Linked DNA regions of Zea mays: region 1 is linked to region 2. Evidence: chromatin contacts called from public Hi-C data. All regions are on one chromosome and are shown on one strand. The core of a region is the stretch at or near the end of the contact, and the rest is flanking DNA. Distances in the headings are between cores, read along the strand shown.

The links. A called contact is a pair of places that touch in the nucleus more often than the background predicts.
Region 1: a Hi-C map of bundle sheath shows a contact between it and region 2, with 2.3 times the contacts expected there. The contact joins the promoter of LOC100193200 here to the promoter of LOC100191431 in region 2. A contact is called at or near these places in 2 of 25 Hi-C or Micro-C datasets (bundle sheath and ear).

What each region holds. Positions count from the first base shown.
Region 1 is chr10:78,714,734-78,721,909 of Zm-B73-REFERENCE-NAM-5.0, forward strand. It overlaps LOC100193200, which reads left to right and starts at 5,559. Exons shown (of 2, transcript NM_001138354.1): 1 at 5,559-6,708. The coding sequence starts at 5,913. It overlaps LOC100381523, which reads left to right and starts at 2,635. Exons shown (of 2, transcript NM_001174353.1): 1 at 2,635-3,832; 2 at 4,032-4,468. The coding sequence starts at 3,064. The coding sequence ends at 3,789.
Region 2 is chr10:78,414,312-78,421,740 of Zm-B73-REFERENCE-NAM-5.0, forward strand. LOC100191431 reads left to right here and starts at 3,959. Exons shown (of 6, transcript NM_001136864.1): 1 at 3,959-4,198; 2 at 4,369-5,075; 3 at 6,285-6,321. The coding sequence starts at 4,768. LOC103641256 (a long non-coding RNA gene) reads left to right here and starts at 1,257. Exons shown (of 3, transcript XR_560200.3): 1 at 1,257-1,302; 2 at 1,405-1,455; 3 at 1,574-1,663.

The DNA.
Region 1 (7,176 bases), core at 4,309-6,808, 300 kb after region 2:
TATAAAATTGTAACAATAGGCTAGTTAGCATGGAGTGGTGTAAATCATTACGTCGTAGGCTCGATTGCTCTGCCTTCCCTCCACCGGATGGTAGGTACCCTTCTAAGAACTTCTATGTGAAAAACCCTATTTTATGACAGCAAACATGAGTATAGTGGGAGGTACCCTTCTAAGGATTTTTATGGAATAAATATAATTGGATGTCTGCCGTTCAGTGGAGGGGCGACAAATAATCATTTTGTAATATAGCAGTTTTGGGGTATTGTTTTGAAATTTCAAATAATTGTAAATATAGAAATATCCATTTTCAAAGAAAATTACTTTATTCTTCCTTAGAAAAATATAAATCGCTCGTGAAAATAGAATTCCAAACTAGCAAAAGAGTAATAAAGCAGCACCCAAGACCTTCACGAAACCCACTCCGAGCTTTCACGATACAATCACGCAATATTTGTCGCTGAGAAATTCTCAACTCTGGAAGAAAAAAAATCGCAGCACGGAAAAAGAGAGTCCCCCTCCCCACCACCACATCCCGGTCTAGGGTTTGCGCCATCCCGAACCATCCGCTCGCCGCCGGCCGCTGCTGCCGCCATGGGCTCCGGTGACGACGAGCGCTCCACCTCCAAGCACCATCACCGCGATAAGGACAAGGACCGTGACCGCTCCTCGTCTCGCCACCATCGCGACAAGGACCGGGACCGCGAGCGCTCCTCGCGGCACCACCGCGACGATGGCGACCGGGACCGGGACCGCCATCACCGGGACAAGGACCGGGATCGAGAGGAGCGGAAGGAGAGGGAGCGGGAGGAGCGTAAAGCACGGGAGCGGGAGGAGCGGAAGGCACGGGAGCGGGAGGAGCGGGAGGAGCGGGACAGGGAGAAGGAGAAGGAGAAAGAGAAGGAGCGGGCGCGGCGGCGCGAGGAGAGGGACCGCGAGGAGCGGGAGAGTTCCAGGCGGCGCGGGGATGCGGATGGAGAGGAGGACGACGACCGGGACCGCAAGCGGCGCCGCCGGTCCTCGCACCACCACCACCGGGACCCAGAGCCGGAGCCGGAGCCTGCATCCCGGGAAGAGGAGGAGGTGGACGCCGAGGAGGCTGAGCGCCGGCGCCAGCGGAAGAAGGAGGAGGACATGGAGGCCGAGCAGCAGCGCCTCGACGACGAGATGGAGCGCCGGCGCCGGCGCGTCAAGGAGTGGCAGGAGAAGCGCCGCGAGCAGCAGCAGCAGGACGGCAGTGTTGCCAGTGGCGCTTCTGCTGCTGTGGCGGCCGAGGCTGATGGCGCCAAAGCGGGGAAGAAGTGGACCTTGGATGGCGAGGAGTCTGACGAGGAAGAGGACAAGGAGGACGGCAAGAAGGCTGAGGGGAATGGTGGTGCTGGTGACATGGACGTGGGTTTGCCCAGTGGAAATGGTGATGCCAACGGTGGTGCTGAGATGGAGGAGGACGAAATTGATCCGCTCGATGCCTTCATGAATTCCATGGTGCTGCCAGAGGTTGCCAAGCTGGAGAGTGCTGCAGTAGCAATGGATACAGCCCCTGCTGCAGGTGCAGATGGCAAGAATGGTAAGAGCTCAAAGGATGTCATTAGTAATGGGGATAAGAAAGGGTCAAGGAAAGCTACGGGGAGAATTATGCAAGGGGATGATTCAGACTCGGACTACGATGATGCTGATGATGATGGGGCTGGAGAGGATGATGAGGATGATGAGGAATTCATAAAGCGTGTCAAGAAGACGAAGGCTGAGAAGTTGGCGATCGTTGACCATTCGAAGATTGACTACCAACCGTTCCGGAAGAATTTCTATATTGAGGTGAAGGACATCACCAAGATGACATCCGAGGAAGTGGTAGACTACCGGAAGCACTTGGAGCTCAAGGTGCATGGGAAAGATGTGCCCAAGCCAATAAAGACATGGGTGCAGAGTGGGCTGACAAGCAAACTCCTTGATACCATCAAGAAGCTTGGTTTTGAGAAACCGATGCCTATACAGACACAGGCTTTGCCGATCATAATGAGTGGTCGTGATTGTATAGGCATCGCAAAAACTGGATCTGGCAAGACTCTAGCATTTGTCCTCCCAATGCTGAGGCATGTTAAAGATCAGCCCCCTGTTGTCCCTGGAGATGGCCCTATTGGGCTTATTATGGCTCCTACTAGAGAGCTTGTGGTCCAGATACATTCAGACATCAAGAAGTTCTCTAAGGTGCTTGGCATCAACTGTGTTGCAATCTATGGTGGTTCGGGAGTTGCACAGCAGATCAGCGAATTGAAGAGGGGTGCCGAAATTGTTGTTTGTACACCGGGAAGGATGATCGATATCCTTTGCACTAGCAGTGGAAAAATAACTAACCTTCGCAGAGTGACTTTCTTGGTGATGGATGAAGCTGATAGAATGTTTGACATGGGTTTTGAGCCTCAGATTACTCGTATAGTTCAGAATACCCGGCCAGATCGGCAGACAGTACTTTTCTCTGCCACATTTCCACGGCAGGTGGAGATACTGGCACGCAAGGTGCTTACCAAGCCTGTTGAAATTCAGGTGGGTGGGAGGAGTGTCGTGAACAAAGATATCACACAACTGGTTGAGGTCCGACCAGACACCGAGAGGTTCTTCAGGCTATTAGAGTTGCTTGGTGAATGGTATGTTAAGGGGAAAATCCTTGTTTTTGTTCACTCACAAGATAAGTGTGATTCTCTACTCAAAGACTTGTTCCAGCATGGGTATCCATGTCTGTCCCTTCATGGTGGCAAAGATCAGACTGACCGCGAATCAACTATTGCTGATTTCAAGAGCAACGTGTGCAGCTTGCTGATTGCTACTAGTGTTGCTGCTAGAGGATTAGATGTTAAAGAACTTGAACTGGTTGTCAATTATGATGTCCCTAACCATTATGAGGACTATGTTCATCGTGTTGGTAGAACAGGTCGTGCTGGTAGAAAGGGCTTTGCCGTTACTTTTATTTCTGATGAGGATGAGCGCTATGCAACAGACCTTGTTAAGGCTCTGGAGCTCTCTGAGCAGGCTGTTCCACAGGACCTAAAAGCCCTGGCTGATAGATTTATGGCTAAGGTGAAACAGGGAACTGAGCAGGCCCATGGCACAGGCTATGGTGGTAGTGGTTTTAAGTTTAACGAGGAAGAGGATGAAGCACGGAAGACCGCGAAGAAGGCTCAGGCAAGGGAATATGGATATGAGGAGGACAAGTCAGATTCAGATTCTGATGATGAAGGGGGAGTGCGTAAGGCAGGAGGTGATCTGGCAGCACAAGCTATTGCCAATGCTCATGCAGCTGCTGCTTTGGTTGCAAACAAGGCTGCTAATAATGCAAATCAGCAAATACCAGGATCTGCAACAGCCCCCTTGATTCCTTTACTCACAGCATCAAACCAACAAAATGATGAGGCCACTGCTCGGGCACTTCAGGCTGCAATGAACTTGCAACAAAATCTGGCAAGGATACAGGCCCATGCAGTTCCAGAACACTATGAGGCTGAACTTGAGATTAATGATTTCCCACAGAATGCCCGTTGGAGAATCACTCACAAAGAGACACTGGCCCCTATTCAGGACTGGACTGGTGCTGCTATCACTACGAGGGGAACATATATTCCTCAAGGAAAAATTGTTGGTGCAAATGAGCGCAAGCTTTACCTGTTTATCGAGGGCCCGACAGAGTCTTCTGTGAAGAAGGCGAAAGCAGAATTAAAACGTGTCCTTGAGGATTGTGCAAACCAGGCTCTAAATCTTCCTGGATCTGCTCAAACTGGAAAATATTCTGTTATTTGAGTTGCAGAGTAGATAACAAAGTGGCCGAGTATTTTTTTAGGAGGTATGTGTGTGGGCGCAGTATACAAATTAGTTCCTTCTGTTACTTCAAGCTGATCTCTCTGGGAACACTTGTCATAGTCATAACAAACTGATGCTTTTCTCATTTCTGTCTTATATTTTGCATGGCACTAGTCTGTTCTATGCTATGTTTGCTCTTATGCATGTTATTATTACTGACAACTTTCTGATTTTTATTGCAGCTTATAATGGTTTGCACACTTCAAAGCCGCTGATGGATTGCTACTTCTGATGCTCTTGCTGTCTCCAGCCTTTTATTTTGTCTGATACTCTTTTATAAGGCAACTATGGTTACTTAATGTGACATGATTATTATGAAATTGTCGGGGTATTTTGGCAATTTCTACTGATGAGTTTTCATTGCCTTTGGACAGAAGACTTAGAACACAGGCGGTGACCGAGTGCTGTAATGCAAAGGAAGGCGGCCAGTTTTCTGGTGCGGTTTTGAAAGTGCTGGTTGTGTTATGACACTTTGAAAACTGATCTTATTATTTTCTTGTTTATGGATATCGTTCCCTTTTTGTGAGAGGCAATACAAAGTTTGTGTGACTATGGTCTAATTAATCCAGGTGTACGTATTGATTTGCCTATTCGGAAGCTGAGAAGCTATAGCTTTCTCTGTTGGTTTGGTCCTATTTACCCTTCATTACTTGTGTGCTCTGTTTAGTGTTTTTATCCCTTTAAAAAGGTGCAGTGATGTTCTTGTTTTGGTCTTCAGATGCACTATTGTTACTGTTGCAAGCGGAGGGCATCTTATAGGTATGTCTATAAGCTGCAGCTGGCCTTGGTGGTTGCTGAGATGGCCAAACATCTTGCTCATATGTTTCCATTGCTGTAACTTTCTTTCCTCTTCGATCTTATCTTTGTGAAAAGGGGTGTTGCTTAGGAAAAATAGATGAAACTGGTAAGATTTGGCTCGATTTGCTGAGACTTGAGAAAATGTGAATGATCATGGAGCAATTTTACCTTTCTATCGGTCTATCTTAGGTTATCTCCAATAATTTACTCATTCTCTAAATTGCCTAATGTGCTTGCGCTCTTAATGGTGTATGAAATGCTATATATGCCTGGGGCCCTAATATTATCTATGAACAGTGTTTGCCCTAATGTTTCGTCGCTTCGTCTCATCTTCCCTGAAAAGTGTGCCTGTTATACTACCCATACTTCTTTTGGCGCAGATAAAAATAACAGATGAAATCGGTAAAGATTCTTTTTTCTTGAACCCGAGGAAGTATGGATGATGCTGCGTGCATGAACAAGATTGTGAAATTGCATGCCTGAATTCTGGCGAGTGATGATTCATCTATGTTTCCGGTCATCCTGATAAGCTTGCGCAGTATCGTCTCCGCGGTTATGGTGTCCAGATTTTTGAGTTCAATTCATGGTGTCAACAAATAGCACGGCAGTTTACATTGGAATAAATTTCTTGAGTCAAATCAGAAAGCTGCGCAAAAAACGAGAGGATATACTTCACGCACAACTCAAATCATTTGTAAATGAGTTGCACTAGAAAATCCACCAAACTATACATACAATTCAATGTCTCTCCTAGCTTCCTTTTCCTTCTGTTCTAGCGCTACTGGGCCGCAAACCTGCCGTCCAGGTTAGCTGGTTAGGCCCATGGGCCCACGCCAGCCCTAACAAACGCAGGGAAATGAGGAGCTCCAAATGCCGTGGCGACTTGCTCGTCCGGTTCAGTTCAGTGGCGCCGTCGTGCCTCGACGACGGCGGGAGACGCCGCAAGCAGGTGAGAGTGAGACGGGCGGTGACTAGCGGGCGCTTAGGCCGACATCGGCCCCGCAGCGGCGGGGTAGGGTGCGTCGACACGCGGGACTGCGACTTGGGGGGGATTGATTCCCTTCGCTGTGAGCAAACCATACCCAAATCCCTCTCTCCCGTCCTCCCTATCCAGCTTATTTGGTTGCGGATTTCTTAGATGCGGTGTCCTACTGAACGGAATTGGTGGTCTGTTCGATTAGGTTCTCTCTTCTCCGGCGCGTGCGCGCGGGATCGAAGGTAGGGTTTGGGCCCCAAAGTTCGTGTCTTTGGGGACAGCGGCGGCGATGGACTACACCAACGCCATCCACATCATCCCGGACGCCGCGGGCCCCGACGCCTGGGCCAACGCGGCGTCGGCCGCGGGCGCCGACGCCAGCATCTGGGCCACCGAGGACGACTACCGCCAGTGGAGCGCCGAACCAGGCTACGGCGACCGGAACCCCTCGTCGCGGGCGGGGAGCGAGCAGCCGCCGCCGGGCAAGAAGGCTCGCGGCGGGGGCGGCGGCAGCGATAGCGGCGGCGGTGGCAGCACGAGCAAGTCGCGCGCCATTGGCAAGATGTTCTTCAAGACCAAGCTCTGCTGCAAGTTCCGGGCCGGGACCTGTCCCTACGTCACCAACTGCAACTTCGCGCATGGCATGGAGGAGCTCCGGAAGCCACCGCCCAACTGGCAGGAGATCGTGGCCGCCCACGAGGAGGCCACGGAGCAGCGGGAGGAGCACCAGATCCCCATCATGACATCTGGAAGTGTTGTAGCTGGAGACGGCGGCGGTGGCAGTGGTGGCGGCTCGCAGGGGGGCAGGGCATTCAAGGGCCGTCACTGCAAGAAGTTCTACACTGAAGAGGGCTGCCCCTATGGTGACACATGCACCTTCCTGCATGATGAGCAGTCTAAGGCACGGGAGAGCGTGGCCATCAGTCTCTCGCCCACCGTTGGTGGTGGGGGATACAATGCTGCCTCCGCCAACGGAGTGATGGTGCAGAAGCCGTCCAACTGGAAGACAAGGATCTGTAACAAGTGGGAGATGACTGGATACTGCCCATTTGGGAGCAAATGCCACTTTGCTCATGGTTCTACCGGTGAGTCTCAGGTTCATATGCGTCTTTATTAATCAGTAAAAACTTCTGTGGAATCAAGCTCGCTTTGCAATCAAACTACCAAAAGCCAGTCCTAAATTGAAGCAGGAAGTATAACAAGTTGATGCACTGGGAAAAACTGCTGTGCAATCAATTTTCGCGTGCAATCGCTATCCAAGCGAACTCCCAAAAGTCTTTTTTTTTTGGAAAAATATAGATGTTTTTCATTATTTGCTCTACCAATATATCAAATATCAAGTTTTAATCCATCTTATGTTAAGAGGTATAAAAAAGAGAAATTGAGAATTCTATCCAATATGAAGAATTATAAAATGATAGAATTTTCTCTTTTATATCTTTTAACATAAGATGAATTAGAACTTGACATTTGATGTATTTTTTCTCTCGAACACGCAGGAGAGCTGCAGATCATTATATTAAGAGAGAGAAAAGGTCTAAAATGGACCAAAG
Region 2 (7,429 bases), core at 2,709-5,208:
AGGGCTACGACCGATTGAACCCCCCAACAATCGATCAAATCAAGTCTATTTCTCGTTTTTTACCTTATGCATTAGGAGTAGCTCTAGTTTAGTTCTAGTTTAGTATTCCAATCCTCAAATTCTCCGCTTCTCTTCGACTCTACGTCGATTATAGGAGTCTAGGTCGGCCTGCCGAGCCTAGACAACCCCTAGGATCTCTCCTCCCCGTCGGGGTCCCTCCCGGGAGCGAGATCCAGGCGCCGCCGGCGACCTTCGCCGTCCCTGCGCACGCGCGGACCGTCCGGCCCCAGGGCGCGGATCGTCTGGCCCGTCAAGCAGGGAACCCTAGCCCTGCGCCAGGTCGCGGACCGTCCGGCCCCTGGCTGCGGACCGTCCGCCCCTGTGCAGAGAGCACCGCCGCCGGTTCTTGTTAGTGTTTGGCGCCCGAAAAAGGTGTCAACATACTTTTGGCGACTCCGCTGGAGACTAGGTGTCTAGATCTGCTTAAAATCATTTAGGAAAAGGTTTGACCCTATTTCCCTTTCACTACCCCAGAATCGTTTTCCTTTTCTCCTGAGCAAGACCCTGTGTTCACCGTTGGTGTTGTGGACGCCTACACTAAGGCCTTAGGGAATTTCGTGAGCAAGCCAGGAATTGCCCGGAGTTGCAACATTAGTTCTAAGCAAGTTAAGTTTCAGGGCCCACGAAATTCCCTCTCTAGAAGGTGAACGCAAGGTCTTGCCCTTTAAAGATTTTGCCATTTCTTTCCTTCCAAATTTCCCCAGCAGCCACTGAGAAGATCTCCATGAAGAATGGAAGACCGAATAGACCTCTAGCCTGTTCAAGCATCTTGAAAAAATGGCAAAATCTTATCATCTATATAAAGTAAAGAAAGATTAGTTGTTTGCTTACCGGAGTGTGAATTGTTTGTTTTTCTCAAAAGGCCCAACAACTTAATTTTCATGCAGTTGGACTTGACCACGAACCTTCTTGGACAACTTTGTCTTTTCTTCTGCTCCTATGTAGCAGGATTAAGAACCATGCACTATTGCTTCAGGCACAATATACTTCTTTTGGTTTCTACTGGGCGCTGATATTTATACCTGCTTACAAGTTTTTTGGTTTGATGCTTATGTTCAATCTAATAATGTTTATTGGACTGACGATGCATTTTTGGTTTGTTTCTCTTATTTTTACATGTTGTTATCATTTCTACTACCAACAACTTTCTACATGGAGGGTCCATGGGCAGCTATGGCCACAACAGGCTTCTTCCTTGTTGTCGCAGTCACTGATTGGCTAGATGGTTATATTGCTAGAAAGGTATGCCAAAAAATATTTTTCTGAATTATATGCTAGACTGGGTTGTGTTCCAGTGTGTTTTAAACTCATTTTATGTTTCATGATGATCTGGTTTATATAAAGATGCAGCTAGGAACACCTTTTGGTGCATTTCTTGATCCTGTGGCCGACAAGGTTTCTTTCTCTCTGCTGCCCACCATTTTCTGGCTTGTTTACAACTAAACTAAGACTATCAGTTCTCGGATGAGCCACTATCAGGATTTAACTTAATCGCTCTAATTCTTTGCTGCAGCTTATGGTAGCGACAACATTAGTTTTGCTATGCACCAAACCTTTGGAATCATCACTGCTCAATGATGGGCCATGGCTTCTAACAATCCCTTCCATTGCTATCATTGGAAGAGAGGTAGTTACTCAGCCAATCTGCATTTCCACTTCCAAAGTATTTAGTGAATTCATTTGTTCATTGTATTTTTTTTGACTTGGTGAGGAATCATAAATCTGGAAGGTTCAGAGTGCGGTTTCAACTTATGTTGACACATGTTTATGTGTCATTGTCTGCTTAGTTCACATTTTGTTTATCCCTTAACATTACAATTGCCAGCCTGGTCATTAACTTGGTGCTTGTAGTATCAGTTGCATGCATTTGTACACACTATTATATATGCTTATAACTTTATGAAATGGAAAAGTGTTTTGGAATCTCTACCACCTTGGAGCCAGTGTGGCTTGCCTCTTTAGTATGATGGAGTCATTTCACCATGCAGTTTATTTTTTGGATGAACACTAACTACATCTTATCTGTATATGACCCCGATGTGGCATGGCATTTTTGCCTCATCCCGAGACAAATACATTGTTGGTAGCTTATGGATTTCCAGTAACGAGTAGAGTAGCTTCGATCTGGGTTTAGGGTCGCATGACTTGGTGGCTACGTACATCTCTCTGTTTTTAATAGATAATGAAGTCAAGATTTGTTGCGAGAACCAAAAAAGTACGCTAATGGTTATGAGGTGAATAAAGTACCCTGCTATGAGTTTGAGATAATTCAATGTTGTGTGAGAAAGAGCAAAACCTTGACGAGGATTCCCTTGTATGAGATAATTTCATGTGATTCTAAACTGAATGGTTATACTCTCTCTTCTTTTGATTTGGCCACTTCTATTTTCTCTGTTTTGTTATAGCATCAAGCTGATTTGTGTCTAATTTATAGGAACGATGTTAGCGAAAGTCAATTTAATCTGGTGCTGAACATTGAGTTGCAACAAATCATCGATGGAGACTGAGTCACCGCAGCCAGAAACCACTGTCTCAAGGTGCTGAACATTGAGTTGCAACAAATCATCGATGGAAACCGAGTCACCGCAGCGCAGCCAGAAACCACTGTCTCAATTTAAGGAGATTTTCCATCTATGTTTGTTAGAAGGCATAATGCCTATTTATCTCTTGTATTCGAACATTTGGCAATTAAGAAATAGAAGATTAGTTCCCCAATATCCCATCTTCCTAATCTCACCTTTCACGGCTTCTGGGGAACAATCACTTGCTATTACTGACTGACATGTCCACTCCTCATATGTTAGATATTGGTGTTGATATATATATGTTGTTTGTTTTCATGTAATTGTTGTGCACTAACATTTATAGAATAATCTGTATACCGTCGCAACACAAGGGCACTCACGTAGTAGAAGAAGATGACGAGATTGGCAGATAGGGTCGTCTATCTCTAAGAGAAACTGACAGTATTTTTTTCTCTCTAAAAAGCCATAACTGTCTAACAAATATCTTTTAGCTTTTATAATATCTATAACTAGTCAGCACAACTATTTTTTAAAAGTTCCATCACAATTAAAAAGAGCCTTTAGTAATATAAATAAATCTGCTATCGTCATAGGAAACTGGCAACCATCAACTCAGAAACACACGCTAGCGGCTAGCACTTCTCGACGAAACACCACCAAAATTTGGCTGGAGAATTGAACGGCTACAACAACGTGTCATATAAAAATACTCTATAATTCAAAAATAAGTATATTTTATATGGTTTAGTGCATCGATAAAATTTTCTGCTTCAACAGTAAAGTCTTAATTCTAGATTATATAATAGTCCACTAGATTTTAGTATATCTGATGCATTTAATATAGTGCCCTATATGTTTTTGATAAAATTTTACAAAATAAGACACTGTTGGAGTAATTTTTCTAATGGAAAGTCATATATTTCAATTTAAGACATTAGTTTGAAGTATTGTTGGAGATGCTCCTAACAAACTGAACTTGAAAAAACAACAGTTATTACAACCTTTTCATCAGATTTGTTCTGTATAAACGTCCCGCAACAAATATCTACGAAACCAACACACGGTTCATCACAAAAAATTCCAAGAACGTGACATCACACACCCAACAAACACTTCATTCTGCAAAACTTTTGGCCTCATCCGGGCCGTCTGATAAGACGATCAGACGGTGCTCAGTTTCTGGATCGGCGGAGGCACACGCGGCACCGTAGCGGCGGCTGAACACCGCCACGCTGCAAAGCCTCTCCCGTTCCTTTTTTGCAAAGGCGTGGGGATCCCCTGCACTTTCCGCTGCCCTGTTCCATCTTCATCTCCCCTCCCCACATACCCCTGCTGCCGCACCCGCACGCACGCACACAACAGCAGCACAGCGTCTCTTCCTCCTCCCAAAACCTCTCTCCTCTCCCTTTCTCTGTCTCTGAGCGTGTGTCTGTCTGTCAGTGAGTAATAAATGGCAGCGAGCAGCGTGCGTGGCTGAAGGCTGCTGAGCAGAGCAGGGCGAGCGCTCGCTAGTCGGCTAGTGCTGTGCTGTGCTGTGCTGTGCAGCGGTTGCTCCTCCTGGTCCTGCTACTGCTCCGCTCTCCTCGTCGCTTGCTCGTCTTTTTTCCACACTGGTAACTGCTGCACTAAACCCTCCCAAACCCCTCCCCCTGTACGACTGGTACATCATAAATCCATTCCTTTTTTATGTTCCTCGATCGCCTTCTCCCTGTTGAGATTTCAGAGATGGCGCCGATCAGCTGCCCGGTGGAGTGAGCTGGTTTCTTTGTTTTTTTATTATTAGGGCGGATTTCTTTCTCGCAAGGAGCAGGAGGAGGAGGAGGGGGAAAGGTTTGTCCGTTTCTTGCGAGAGCCCGTTGCAGAGATCCAGCCAGGCAGCAGGATTCAAGAACCTGACCTTTTTGTGCTCTACTCCCCGAGAGATTTTCACCCAAAGTTTGGTCCTTGGAGCCGATTCGATCCCTGGAAACAACCAAGTGAAGGTGCCGCAAATCCGTTGTGACTGCACAAAATCCCAAAACGCCTCTGCCACCTATCTATTTGATCGTTGGGAACCTAGCTCCATCCATCTGAGCCAAGAAAGCAGCAGCCGCAGGGCGGAGGGGAGGGGAGAGGATAGGAGAGGGCGTCCTCTTCCGAGCAGCCCGCATTGCCGCCTGTCGATGAGTGAGCGCTGCCTCCGATGCCGTCGGGGTGCTCGGTGTCCAGTCTCGCGGCGCGGTTCGCCTTCTTCCCGCCGGAGCCGGCGACGTACGCCGTCCGGAAGGACGAGGCCACGGGCCGCCTCGTCGCCTCCGGCGTGCCGCGGGACAACGCCATGGACGTCCTGCTCGTCGACACCAGCAGGGGGAACAAGGTGGTGGCCTTCTACTTCCGGAACCCCTGCGCGCGCCTCACCCTGCTCTACTCGCACGGCAACGCTGCCGACCTCGGCCAGCTGTACGACCTCTTTGTGCAGCTCAAGGTCAATCTCAAGATCAACCTGATGGGGTTAGTAGTGCACTATGCTTCCTGCCCATCTCTGTGATCTTGCAATTCTTACCTTTCAGGGCTAGTTTAGCAACCTTATTTTTTCAATGGATTTCCATTTTACCATGGGAAAATGAGAATTCCTTGAAAATGGAGTTGCCAAACTAGCCCCAGTGTTTGTTGTACTAGGTGCATTTATTATGCTGTTCCTTAGTTTCTATCTATCAAATGCTATGTTCCATGATCTGTTTAGGTAAGTGTACTTCAGTAGTAATACCTGTCCTATATAGGATGCTCTGCCCGGACATGCCATTGTTTTCTATTTGCTGGATTTTAGCCGCGCGGGAGGGGGGGCGCTGGTCGGGGCTACTGGAGAAGATCACTTACCTTTAGTGACAATTTTTGTGCGAATTACTGACGCTGCATTGCATAGATCAGTTCCGTTTTGCATGTGTAGGGCGGTGAAAGCACTCCGTTACTAGAATTGGGGATATGGACGCGGTTATTCTAGTTTTTCCGCGGCGGTTTTCAGTGAGTGCAGAACTTTTAAAAGTTCCGAGAATGGATTATGACGTGTGCTTCAGTTCTGCCGTTTCTTGTTCCGAATGTAGAACGTGGTATCAAAGAAGATTCAGTTTATATGGCTGCGTATGCGTTACTGGTATGAATTGGGGGGGGGGGGGGGGCTGGTCGGGGCTACTGGAGAAGATACACTTACCTTTAGTGACAATTTTTGTGCGAATTACTGACGCTGCATTGCATAGATCAGTTCCGTTTTGCATGTGGAGGGCGGCGGAAGCACTCCGTTACTAGAATTGGGGATATGGATGTGGTTATTCTAGTTTTTCCGCGGCGGTTTTCAGTGAGTGCAGAACTTTTAAAAGTTCCGAGAATGGATTATGACGTGTGCTTCAGTTCTGCCGTTTCTTGTTCCAAATGTAGAACGTGGTATCAATAGAAGATTCAGTTTATATGGCTGCATATGCGTTACTGGTATGAATGGTCGTCAAGGAAAAACGTTAAATTTAACCTTTTCTGTTGTCGATATACTGCATGTCACTATATCAGTGGGCCAAAGTTGACTGTGTCTTCATTCTTTGAATAATTGCGTCATTTTTGTTTCACTAAGATGATGTGGTGTTTTCGGTTTCATCGGTCTGCTCTTAAGGTAAGTTATAATGTTATGTAGAACACGCTGACGTGATTGACTGTCTTCTTCTGTGATCGCAGATATGACTATTCTGGCTATGGTGCATCTACTGGCAAGGTAAGGAAGAACTCTTTTTTTCAAGTATGAACTATGTAGCACCATGGACATAATGTTTTTTTTTCTAGAACACGCAGGAGCTGCACATCTTTATATTAGAGAGAGAGAAACAGGACTTACATCCATAGCCAAAACAGAAAAAGAAACAAAAGAAAAGGAAAAACAAAAAGGTTACAGATGAGTAAAAGGATTAGATCCGATATTACTCATGGAACTAGGGAGACCAAGCTGACCCAAACTCCTGGCGCCCTCTAGGAGCCAACAGGAGAACTCATCACTGAAATGCTGCTGTACCCTCTGAATGGAAGGACGATGGACATAATGCTGATGAGTTGAAAATTAGAAGTGGTGGTGAATCGCTGATTGTCTGTTCCAAACACTTCTCTTAGATCTTATTGGCCTTTCAGAACTAACACATATACCTTTGCAAAAAGAAAAAAAAAACTGACACAGATAAATAGTTATCTAATCTGCCTAGCTACAGATCTTGCAATTTTGCATTTAGTCTCAAGATTCAACGTGCTATGCTCAAGAAATGTGGTTTTAGTTTTACGTTACAGGAACATAGTTTATATACCTACATGAGAAGATGCTTTTTGGCCCATGCCTGACTGGTGCATTACTGGCACAGCATGGCCAATGCATCTTCAAAGGTTGTTCAGAGATAGCAATGATCAGCATATTTTTAGATTCGAACCTTTTTCTTTTCAGCCATGCATGCCATTTTAAAAGTGTCATACTACAGTTTTAAGAATCAGCTTTTGCAAAACTACATGCATGAGCAGTTTATTCCATTCAGGTCCACCTGCAGGCTTCATGGATGTCCAAACTATCCATCTCACTGCTGTGGCATGATATGCAGGTTGTTTCAATGGAATGTGGACCCAACATGTCATTCCCAATTCAATGCAAAAAAGTTTTTTTAAGCAAAATTTCGTGATATTGTTTATATGTCATAAAGTTGAATCAAGGTTTTTATGTTCTGACCTAATCTTACGTCATTCCTGAAATTTCAGAACTAAATAAGCAAACTTTACTCGTTTTCTTTTGTTTTTCCTGTTTTGTATTTTAAAACTCCATGTAGTCAGTACAGTAATAATTCCTGACT